3 separate regions of the Sus scrofa genome follow, and regions 2 and 3 are each linked to region 1. A link is a contact called in public HiChIP or PLAC-seq data. All regions are on one chromosome and are shown on one strand. The core of a region is the stretch at or near the end of the contact, and the rest is flanking DNA. Distances in the headings are between cores, read along the strand shown.

Region 1 (3,842 bases), core at 367-2,866:
ACATGAGATGTAGTTACATGAATGTTTTCAATTTGTGAAAATTAACTGAGCCATAAGTTTTAATGTATATATGTTATACATTAAATATCCTTACTTGTTAGAGAAACATATTAATGTTTTCATTGGTGAAATAATGAAGTAACTAAGATTTTATCTTAGAAGACTTCAGGAAAATAATGAGGCATGGGATAAATGAAATAAAAATATAAGATGTTAGTTTTTAAGCTGTGCAACAGACAGCAGAAAGTTCATTATTCTGTTCCACTTTTGAGTATTTCAATTGTTTTATAATAAAAAAGTTAAAATGAGTAAAATTTCAATCTTAGGATAGGGAAATTTGTAAAACCCAAAAGTTGTAAATGAAAAAAAAAATGATGCCTTCAACATCCATTCCAGCCCCCTTCTTCCCTGCCTCCTATTGTAAAGGCTGTAAAGTAAATGCTGGCTTTGTGAGCCCCCAGGCAATGAGCCTGTCTATGTGACCTAATGCTGGTTTACTGAGGCGTAGGCAGAAATCAAACATTTTTAGCTACATACACAAGCAATACAAATACAAATTAAAATGAGACATCATCTATTTTTCACCTATTAGATTGGTAAAGATCAAAAAGGTTGACACCAAGTGTCAACAGTTCAAGGACAAAGTTGTTCTTCTACTCTATTGGTTCATATAAAATCTTTTGGAAGGGAAATCTGGAAGTATCTATCAAGATCTTCCTGAAAGCAAAAGCAACAATTGAGTGGTAAGAGGGGATAGGAAGGACACGAGTAGAAGAATCTATGTAGAGTCAAATTGTTTAATTAGATGACTGACTAAATGTAGAAGAAAGGGTACAAAATTACTGGGACATTAATAGAAATAGGAAAGTTAGGAATAGGCACTTGTTTGGGCACTTAAATAATAAATAATCCTATTTGAAATATGTTAGCTTTTCTGTTACTTCACAATGAAGGCAATTTTTGCAGTTGCTCTAAATCTAAAGCCTAGAATGTTAAGACATATACTCATATAGAAGATGAATAATTTCATCAAGCAGCAATCCAGAAATTTAACAGGAAACAAACTGAGAGAATGCTATTTAGCCTCAGCCATAAGCAGGACTCCTTAAAGAAAATGTATTTCAAATAATGGTTAGAAACTCCCCTCTGCCCCATCCAACTGGCAAATATTTGATAAAAATAACCTAGATTAGTGGAGAGGTAAGGAAGTTGATAATTGTCATATATGCTGGTGGCAGTAAAAGTGATAGCAACCTCTGGGAGACAACTTGATAGCATATAGCAAAAACCTTAAAAAGTAAGCCTTTAGGCCATCAACTCCAATTCTATCTGAAAAGCTTATGCAAATATTTTAAATGTAGTTTTTGTGTTTTTTTTCATCAATGTAATATAGGCACATGGTTCTTAAAAAATAAATTATTCTAAAAGACTTATGTGGGGATGCAGTTGGACCTCTGCTCCATCTCTTACCCATACTGCTCTTAAAGACTGCCACTTTCAATCTCTAGCTGTTTTATCTGTTATTTACCTCTTTGTGTTGAAGTACTTTGCTCATTCAGCTCTTTCTTGATCTAGTTTAAGACATCCTGTTATGGTGGTTGAGGATTAAGCTCTGTTACTCAACTTCTGCCCTCACTTCCCTTCCACAACTCCTCCCACTAATTTTATCATAATCTTTGAATGTCACATGGCAAGGTTTTTGGCAAAAATGCCACAAGGCAAAAATGTTCTGATTAATTCAGTAGTTAGAATTTACACAATTATGATTAGAGATAAAGACTTTTTTTCAAGCTTCATATGGCTAGCAATATTTTTTTCCAAATCTCCAAACACAAAACCATCAATCTATCAGTTCCATTTTTTTCCTCAAAACAAAACAAAACCCCTGTCCTCTTCATCTAATCAGGCTAAATACCCAGACTTTGAGGCATAATTGTTCTTCTAGGACTTCTTTCACCATCCTCTGAGTCAGCTCCCTGTTTCCTGGACTCCTTGTCATCTTTCTTGGTTGACTCTCTTAAATTGCTGAAATAGTAATTTCCTTCTAATAGCAATTTCCTTCTGAAATAGTAATTTCCCAAAGCAAATTTTTGAGATCATGAATCTCTGAAAATGTCTTTATTCTACTCTCACACTGTATTAGTGGTTACATAAAAAAATCTTAGCTAAACATAATTTCACTACAGAATGTTGAAGATAATATTCAGTTGACTTCTAGAATTGAGTAATACTAAGATGCCTAAAGTTATTGTTTCTTCTTCCTTTTGCTGCAATCATTTTTCCCCTTTTTAGAAGCCCTTATAAATTTTATTCTCAGTGCTCTACTATTTCATCATGTCATTCTTACAGGCCTTTTTTCATTTGTTAGGCTGGATGGCTGGACTATGTCAACCTGGAGACTCACCTTCTTCACATCAGATAAAGCTTTTTGGATTTTGTTTATAATTTTTTCTTCTTCATATTTGTTCTGTCCTCTCTGGAATTCTAACTAGCTGAACAATGGAATTTCTGCTTGATTTTTTTTAAGTCTCTTACATTTTTATCCTACTTTTCATCTCCTTGTCTTCTTTGTCTTCAATATTCCCTCCTGATCTGCTTTGGGGCTTTATTTCTGTGATAATATTTTTAATTTTCAAATATCTTTTTTTTTTTTCCTGTATCCATATTATCTTTGTTTCCTCCAAGTTCCTTTTGTGTTTGTTTCTTTTTTTTTTTTTTTTTTCTGTCTTTTTTGACATTTCTTGGGCTGCTCCCGTGGCATATGGAGGTTCCCAGGCTAGGGGTCTAATCGGAGCTGAGCTGCCAGCCTACGCCAGGGCCACAGCAACGCGGGATCCGAGCCGCGTCTGCAACCTACACCACAGCTCACGGCAACGCCGGATCGTTAACCCACTGAGGAAGGGCAGGGATCGAACCCGCAACCTCATGGTTCCTAGTCGGATTCCTTAACCACTGCGCCATGACGGGAACTCCTGTTTGTTTCTTATCTCTGATGTTTTGGGCTTGTCTTAATTGCCTGGTGACCCTTGGGCCTGTGTTCTTTTTTTAAGTGAGAAAAATCAAGTAAAAAATAAACTGAAGGTCCTTGCTGGAGTGAAGGGAAAAAGTCAAACAATGGGCTTTCCTTAAGGTGATCATTTAGTACAGCTGCCTTTTTATTGACCAATTATCTAATACCACTATATGAAAATATTATTTTCTGAGGCTATTTGATTTCTCCATTGAAGAAGCCTCTATTCTCCTATTGTAAGCATTTTGTGAGCAAGGTATAGAAATGGACCTGGGGTAATATTCGACTTATTACTACTTGCTGAACTTGTTCATATATTAAATGTAAATCCACACTTAAATAATAGACTGAAAGTACATACACCACTATTTAAAAAATAGTTACCTCCTGTTGTGGATTCATGGATAATTTTAATTTTATTGTTTTTGTACAAAATTAATTATGTGATTTTAAAAAATATTTAAGTAAAGGGAAGCTATCTGAGACAAACCACCCAATTTTTTACGGAAAAAAGTTTTCAACAGATATTTCGTCAAAGAGGACAGATAGCATATAAGTACACTAAAAGATGTATAACATCTTTGGTTATTAGGGAAATACAAATTAAAACCAGAATGAGATGCCACTACACACTCACTAGAATGGCTTCTACAAACAAAACTTATAATACCAGGTGCTGGTTAGGATGCAAAGCAATTCTCATACATTGTTAATGGGCATGAAAATTCTGCAGAAACTTTGGAAGAGTTTGGCCGTTTTTATGATGTTACACACCTACTGTATGAGCAAATAATCCCACTCTTGGAATGTACCCAAGAGAAATGAAAGTATA
Region 2 (3,842 bases), core at 858-3,357, 220 kb before region 1:
CTACTAAGTTGTGTACAGCTTCAAGCTTCTCAAATGCTCTTTGGACCAGTTTTAATGTCTTACCAGTTCTCTCATAAATTGGAGTTGAATGCAGTCTTTGACATGTGCTCAGTTTATATTTACATGAGTCATGCTTTTAAATTTTCTGAAAATTTTATACTTCTTCAAAAACGGTTTATATTACAGACAACTTCTCTTTCTGGCTTTTGTTTTTTGAAAGCCCGAGCTGCTTCTGAGTTTGTGCAGAAGGGGAAGGAAAACAAGGCAGAAGCCTAGAGTGGAGTTGGGAGATTCCCAAGGCCAGAAGGTGATGGTTCCATGCGCCCTGGAGGTTATGTTGACCCAGGCCTTCTCTCTCACAGAGTCCAGGGAAATGAGCAGGATTCCCTGAGGGGAGTGATGAACTGAGGAGGCTGCATCTGAAGCATGGTGTTCCCAGCCTCCACAAAGATCCGAGTATAGAACAACGGTTCTGATCAAAGTCATTGAATTGAAGGGGCCTTGAAAGGGGACCAGCGTGGGCTAAACATCTGAGGATCCTTGGGGATCTTCACACCACCCTAGAGGCATTAAAATCTCCATTAATGGCTGAGCTCAAATTTCCTGCCAGCCCAGTGGGCCAGAGATGTAGAATCAGATGTAAAGAAAGCAAATTAATGTGACATTGCTCAAGTCCCTGGATAATGGAATGAGATTCCTGCCTTCTCCATTAGCAGAAGAAAGATTTGTCCTATGACTTGAAAGTGTCTGAAAGACCCCAGAACCTTCCCACAAAGGGAGAACAGAGCAGCTAGGAAGGAGGTGTCCCTGGTCCTCTGGGGAACCTGATCAGCCTCTTCAAATCCACCACCAATGCTTGAAAAATAGCTCTCGCCTCCCTGGGGACCAGCAACCCCTCAGATGAAAGGTAGGATCAGTGGAGCGGGCCGTCACAGTAATCACTCTGGGGTGATTTGAGTGTTTCAGGGTATCTCTTGAGCAAAAATACCAACCTAAGCACTTAAACTTCCTCAATCATATCTTTATTCCTTCCAGTCCTGAGATTTTCAGACTTCAGTACACATATTCCTGGGAAAACATGAACCTAAGTGAGTGTATTTAGTGCTTCTCAGGTGTGTTCAGTGAAAATACCTGGATCAGACTCACCTGGGGAACTTGATAAAAACATGTATTCCTGCACCCTGCCCCAGACCTACTGAATCCGTTCACTGGGAATGAGGAAGGGGGCAGGGTATCTGCATTTTTAACAGGGGTCCAGGTCATTCTAATAATCCTCTCAATTCTGAGACCTTCTGGAGTGGAATTGGGGGAAGGGCAACAATCTGGCAATAATCATGTAGGGCAGGAGTCACTGTCCCCAGGGGTCAGACCACAAGCCTCAAGGGTCTACGTGACGCCCACATGGTGTGAAGAGTCTGTGCATATAAGCTGATGTGTATTTTCCATGGAAGAGAGGTCCTAACCCCATCAGGCCTCTCAAGCCTTGCTCTTCAAAACAGCATCCATGTCGGCATCACCCTGCAACTTGTTAGGAATGCTGACTCTCAGGCCCCACCCCAGCACTGTGGACTCAGAATTTGCATTTTAACACAATCTCTTGATGATTCTCTTGCATGTTATTGAAGTTTGACAAGCCCTCGTCTGAGGCGAGTGGGGACACTGAAAGGCTTTGTGTGTTGTAGCAGATGTTCTCTCCGGGCTCTTGCAGTCCGGGAGCCCAAGTCTGCTCCTCTGTGTGGTTCTGTGACTCAGCCAGCCCAGGCCTCCCGCCAGGCAGCCAGGACCATCCCCTGTCCCTATGCTTCAGACTCTCCATCACAAAGGCGAGGTCAGCGTGGGGCTGCCGTGTCTCCCTGGCTCGCCTGCCCAGGCAGCTGGGAGTGGTGCCCATCTGCTCCTGTGGCAGGTTCAGGCGGCTGCAGGGGCGGTCCCCCTTGGAGTGGCAGAGTTGAGAGGTGGTAAGAGAAATGAGTGCAATTGTACCCCACCCCTTTGGTTGCAGGCTGTGTGGGTGAGAGAAAGAAAGGGGATGCTAGGATGGCACCCCATAGCCCTTCCCCTGCAGGCTCCCGCTGAGTTTACTCCTTCTTAAGCTGGTCCTGGCTGCCCTCCCACTGCTCAGCACTCGCCCACACCATCCTTCCTCTTCAAAGACGCCTGCCAGAAGACTCTTACTTTGCTCCAATATGTGGTTGGCCAGGGGCCAGGGTCTGGCTGCCGACAGACTGACTAACCACTTAGCCAGCGATGGCGTCCCCCTCCAGGAGCAGCAGCTGACCTCGCCTCTCCACCCTGTGGGCATGGCATGGGCTGCCCTTGGCCATGGCCTTCAAAGACTTGGCTCCATTCTCTGTGTCACCACCTTCCTACCTGCTTGCTCCCTTCCTCTTCTTTCTTTATTCTTCTCTAATTCCTTCTGCTATTATTTCTCCCTATCCCCCTTCAATCCATTGTCGTCATGTACACATGGATATGCTTCAGTATCGCCCAGAGCTACCTCCTCCACCCCACATACCTTTCTAGCCACTGCCCTAGTTTTCTCCCTGCCAGCAGTAAAACGTCTTAGAACAATAGTCCTTATGTATTATTTCTCACTCCTCCTTTCCAGTTGTTATTTCCTCACTGCAACTTGCCTTCAGTCCACACTGCTTCACCCAAACTGCTCTTACAAAGGACCCCATGCCCACCACGATATAAATCCAGTAGTCACTTCAGTCTTTCCATCCTACTTCTCAGCAGAATTTGATACAGTGTCACTCCCTCAGTCCTTGTCTCCCCTTACATCCCAGACTGTTTTCTTCCCAGCTCCTTCTTGGCGGCTTGAGCCAGCTTCCTCTTCTATTTGACCCATAAATGTGTCATTCTGTCTGCACGCCCCTCCAGGCCCTCTTTTCTTTTTTTTTCTTTGCATTCTTTTTGTTTGTTTGGTTTTTGTTTTTAATTTAGGGCCCAAATGATTCCATTATAGAAAAGTAAAATCTTTTTTTTTTTTTTTTTTTCTAGAGCATCTTGGTGTGGGCTGAGATTCCTCCCTAAAGAACAAGCAAGCATAAATCTTAATTTCTAACCATAATAAGCACCTCTAAGGAAAAATTTTATTTGAGAGAGAGCCCAGTAAAGCACCTAATTCATAGCGATGTATACTGGGGACGGGGGTGGGGGGGGAAAGCCTCGCTGAGAAAGCTGACACCTGAAGGATGAATGGAAATTGGGCAGGTGCAAAACAAAACAAAACAAACCCCCCAAATCAGCAAAGACTAATGCTGATAACATCTACATCCCTACCTCCGACCCACACTTCTCTGTGCTCTGTTTCTTCTGTCTATTTCCATGGGTTCTAGCTCAGGTAAGTCAAACTTATTACATCCACTTCAGAAGTTTGGATTTCTTCACATGTATTTGTTTTCTTCCAGACTTCCCCTCTTTGAGTAAATGGCTTCATTTTCCACTTGTTGCTTAAGCCGAAACCTGAGAGTTCTTATTGACCCCTCACTTTACCTCACTCCTTAAATCCATCCCAGTGACAAGACCTGTTATTTCTACCACTAAAATATATTCAAGAAGCCGTCCCCTCACTCCGCTGTCACCAGCCTGGTTTGGGTCACCGTCTTCTGTCACCTGGATGACTGCAGTAGCCTCTCAACTGCTCTCCTAACCAACCACGCCCCATCCATTCTCCATGCTCCTGAACAGCCCAGGTGCCCATCTGCATAGGGATACAGTCTGCATCTTCTAGCTGTGTCTTGAGTGTAACTCACAGCCTCGGGCCCATTCCACCCAAAGAGGAGTATTATTCATATAACAGTCAAAATATAGTCAAGGGAGTCAATTCAAGTAGGAGT
Region 3 (3,842 bases), core at 780-3,279, 210 kb after region 1:
GGCTTAGATCCCGCATTGCTGTGGCTGTGGCACAGGCTGGCAGCTATAGCTCCAATTTGACTCCTGTTCTGGGACTGTCCATATGCTGCAGGCGCAGCCCTAAAAAAAGACAGAAAAGAAAGAAAGAAAAGGCCAATTAGGAGGATTTAATTAAACTGAGCACAAACGAAAGAGTCAGCCAAATAGAGGTTGTCAGTTACCTTTACGAGAGTGATTGAGAGATTGAAAAAGGTTGAATTTGCCATTTATCTTAGCAACATTATTTGAAGACAGTAGAATTTCAAAGTCTTAGTGAAAATTAATTCTGAACCTAGAATTCTATAGATAGACTATGCATTCAAGGATAAGGACAAATTAGGACATTTTTCACTTTTTTTGGACCCCTTATGTACCTTTTCAGAAAAAAAAAAAATGCTTAAGGAAATGATCTAGCAAAATGAAAAGAGAACTCAAGAAATATGAAAAGCCAGTAATAGGATCTACTCTAGGAATGCAATAAAAAGATATTTCAGCACACATATTTAGACCTTCAAGGTGGTCAGTAATATTAAGAACAGGAAGTTAAAAGGATCTCATAAGAGTATCTTTTTTAAAAAAAGTATATTAATTTTATGAAATAGCATTATTTAATACCTTAATGATATGATGACATATGCTTCTTCTGTCATCAACGGAGAAGAGACAATTAGAATCTTTAGTAAAGACAGAGTTGTATAACCCATTGTCCAGAGATGAAACAAACTAACATGTGACATTTTTATAAGTAATCAATGGTCATATAAGAAACTCTGTTTGACATTGATATCTGGAATGTTCTCCTTCAATAAGCATAGATTTAGTAACAAGGTTTACATTTCCCTTTTTACAAGTCTGTTTATACTACTATTGATTCAGCAATGAGTAAGATTTACAAAAATTGTAATACTGAAAAAAAACCACTTTTTAAAATAAATTCAGAGACAAAATGCAGAAGACAATTATTCTAACAAAGTAAATATTATAATTATTGACTGTGTAAAAGTAGTGGTACAGTTAATGGAAATTGGGAAATGGAGGAAAGTGAAGGCATGCAAATATATTAATCTTACATAATGGAGGAATCAAGAGACATTTCCTAAAGTATGGCTGGACACTTTCTAAAGGTAGATCAAAAAATAGAGGTTTAAGGAGTTTCTGTTGTGGCTCAGTGGGTTAGCACTCAGCATAGTGTCTGTGAGGATTCAGGTTCAATTCCTGGCCTTGCTAAGTGTGTTAAGGATCTGGCATTGGCACAAGTTGTGTCACAGATGTGGCTCAGATCCAGTGTTGCCTGTAGCTGTGGCATGGGCCTCGGCTACAGTTCCATTTGATCCCAAGCCTGGGAACTTCCATATGCTGCAGGTGCAGCCATAAAAAGAAAAAAAAAAACAAGAGGTTTAAGTATATTTAAAGCAATAAAGTAACAAATAGAACTTAATGTACTATGATTAAAAATTGCTAAAAGGAGACTAGGAAAAGAAAAGTAAAGGATAATGTAATTAAGCTAAATTCTTTTTTCTTTTCAATTAAATTTTTTTTTTTTTTAATTTTTAGGGCCTCACCTGTGGCATATGGAAATTCCCAGGCTAGGGATTGAATTGGCTGCAGCTGCTGGCCTACACCACCACCACAGCAACTCTAGATCCGAGCCACATCTGTGAACTACACAGCAGCTTGCAGCAATGCTGGATCCTTAACTCACTGTATGACGTCAAGAATCAGACCTGCATCCTCATGGATACTAGTTGAATTCTTAACCTGCTGAACCACAATGGGATCTCCCAATTAAGCTAAATTCTTATTGTTCTTTTTCAACTTTAAAAATGTCAGGAATTTTTTTTTTTAAGAACAGGAATTGAACCAAAATGTGGCAATATATGTATATTATGTTCAGTATGGAGGTAACTACCAAAAGTACTAAAAACAGTTTGATGTAGCAATCTTTAGGGCAGAGTGTTTCAAACTGTGGGAGTGAAGTCAAGTTAGTGGGTTACAATCTGTATTAAAAGAGGAAGAAAAATAAGAAAAAGAAAGTAAAATTGATGAAATTTTTTATCAACTATGTATATGTGTGTATGTGTCTAAAATGTACTTCCTACTTTGAGTTCTGGTCAAAAAAGTGCTCTAGGAAGTAGAACTAGGTTGTCAACAGTAGTTGGGCTGCATTTTTCATATTTCATTTTTCTACTCATGTTTGAATTTTTTGTATTACTCATGCATGTATAACTTTTTCATCATAATAATTTAAAATCTGTTTTTATACATAAAATACAAATTCATAAGTTTTCATAATGTGGTATATTTCCTAACAAAAGCAAATATTAGGCAATTTTATTAAGAAACAAAATTATAGGCAATCATACCATCACTTAGCAAGAAAGGAAAAGTTAATAAGTTTTAAAGATTACTTAAGGCTCAAGAGAGGAAAGGCTGGGGCAGGGCCAAGAATTTAAGACTTTAGGAGCTCAGGCAATGGATTAAGTAGGAAAGAGATAAAGCAAGGCAAATCAAAAGTTTAAATATCATTGTCACAATGTAAACCAATGATAAGGATGATCTTGAATCAACAAAAAAATTGACTTTATTGACTCTATGTAATGTTTCACCTATCAGTGAACACGGTAATTGCTTGTATTTCTGTGGAAGCTTTTAGTTTTCCTCAATTTGCCCTTACAGCAAATTTGAGACAATTTTTGAGTACCTATTTGCCCAGATCCTCCCTTTTCTAAAAGCTTCCACTCTGTTGGGGTGAGACCTCTATGGCCATGTGCACTTTGTAACCTACCACCTAGCCATACCTAATTTGACCAAGGAGAGACTACTGACCCAATCTGTACTGGTCAGAATTTCTCTCCTAGGAATTTGGAATTAGAACTGAGAAATGCCAATCATTTTGTTTTAGTCATTTAGCCCGTAGATACACAGAAAAGAATTCACCTGCCTAAAAAGGAAAGAATAAAGCATAGGGGGGAGGCCATTAACTGATTAAGTTAACAAATATTTGTTAAGTACCTACTGTTCCAGGTACTATTCTAAGTACTAGTGATACAGCAGTGAAAAAAACCAAGTCTGGGCCCTTGTGAGTATATATTCTTGGGGCAGGGTGGAAGATGATGAACAAACAAACATTTAAGAAAATCTCAGATGTAAGTAATTGGTTCTGTGATGAAAAATTAAAGGTAAGAAAAGAAAGCTTAACATTGGGATCAGGGACGGCCCCTCTGAGGAAGTAATGGAGCAGAGACTTGAACTAGTTAGAGAAGCAAGCCAGGAATACACCTGGAAGAATTGCTTTCAAAGCTGTAATTCTAGGACATGCAAAAACTTTGAGTTGGGAGCATTCTTGGGAAGTTCAAAAGACATAGTGGCAGGAAGAAAGAAAAAAAAAATAAACCTACACCTATAAATATATAAAGAAAAGTTCTTAAAAACATCCAGAGAGAAAACATAACTCAGTTATTAAATAAATGGATTAAAGATAGCCTCTGTATATTGGTCTCTATGTTATTTACTTATTCACAGCAAGTTAGGATCAAAACCTGTCAGTACCAAACTCAAATTTTTACACATCTGGTTGCTTTAAGTGCAGTGCAAATAAGCAGATTTCTAACCACCTAGATACTACCTCCTTGACAAAAAAACCCTGTAGCCATAAAAGACCCCAAACTACTGCTGCCCTTCAGATATCTCTGACCCAGAGATTCCCTGCCTTACCACTGAGTGACATCCTATACACATAGCCCCCTCTCTAATTACCCTGTCCTTAAGAGTTCAATTACCCTTTTTCCCTTCTGAGTGGTGGCCTCATGCTGCTCTCTGGAGGA

Evidence for each region. HiChIP or PLAC-seq counts read pairs in DNA pulled down with a chosen protein or histone mark.
Region 2: an H3K27ac HiChIP or PLAC-seq map of alveolar macrophages shows a contact between it and region 1. The contact joins two enhancer-like sites. A contact is called at or near these places in 1 of 47 Hi-C or Micro-C datasets (brain) and 1 of 2 datasets of contacts at active chromatin or transcription factors (alveolar macrophages).
Region 3: an H3K27ac HiChIP or PLAC-seq map of alveolar macrophages shows a contact between it and region 1. The contact joins two enhancer-like sites. A contact is called at or near these places in 1 of 47 Hi-C or Micro-C datasets (fibroblasts) and 1 of 2 datasets of contacts at active chromatin or transcription factors (alveolar macrophages).

What each region holds. Positions count from the first base shown.
Region 1 is chr3:77,834,310-77,838,151 of Sscrofa11.1, forward strand. No RefSeq gene overlaps it. Among named protein-coding and RNA genes, the nearest start is that of VPS54, 20 kb to the right of the region's middle. Within about 2 kb of position 1,617, at least 5 of the 83 cell types and tissues checked have an H3K27ac peak or open chromatin away from gene starts, as enhancers often do. A contact at or near this core is called in alveolar macrophages, where this site is marked.
Region 2 is chr3:77,613,769-77,617,610 of Sscrofa11.1, forward strand. No RefSeq gene overlaps it. Among named protein-coding and RNA genes, the nearest start is that of PELI1, 120 kb to the right of the region's middle. Within about 2 kb of position 2,108, at least 41 of the 83 cell types and tissues checked have an H3K27ac peak or open chromatin away from gene starts, as enhancers often do. A contact at or near this core is called in alveolar macrophages, where this site is marked.
Region 3 is chr3:78,047,527-78,051,368 of Sscrofa11.1, forward strand. No RefSeq gene overlaps it. Among named protein-coding and RNA genes, the nearest start is that of UGP2, 19 kb to the left of the region's middle. Within about 2 kb of position 2,030, at least 2 of the 83 cell types and tissues checked have an H3K27ac peak or open chromatin away from gene starts, as enhancers often do. A contact at or near this core is called in alveolar macrophages, where this site is marked.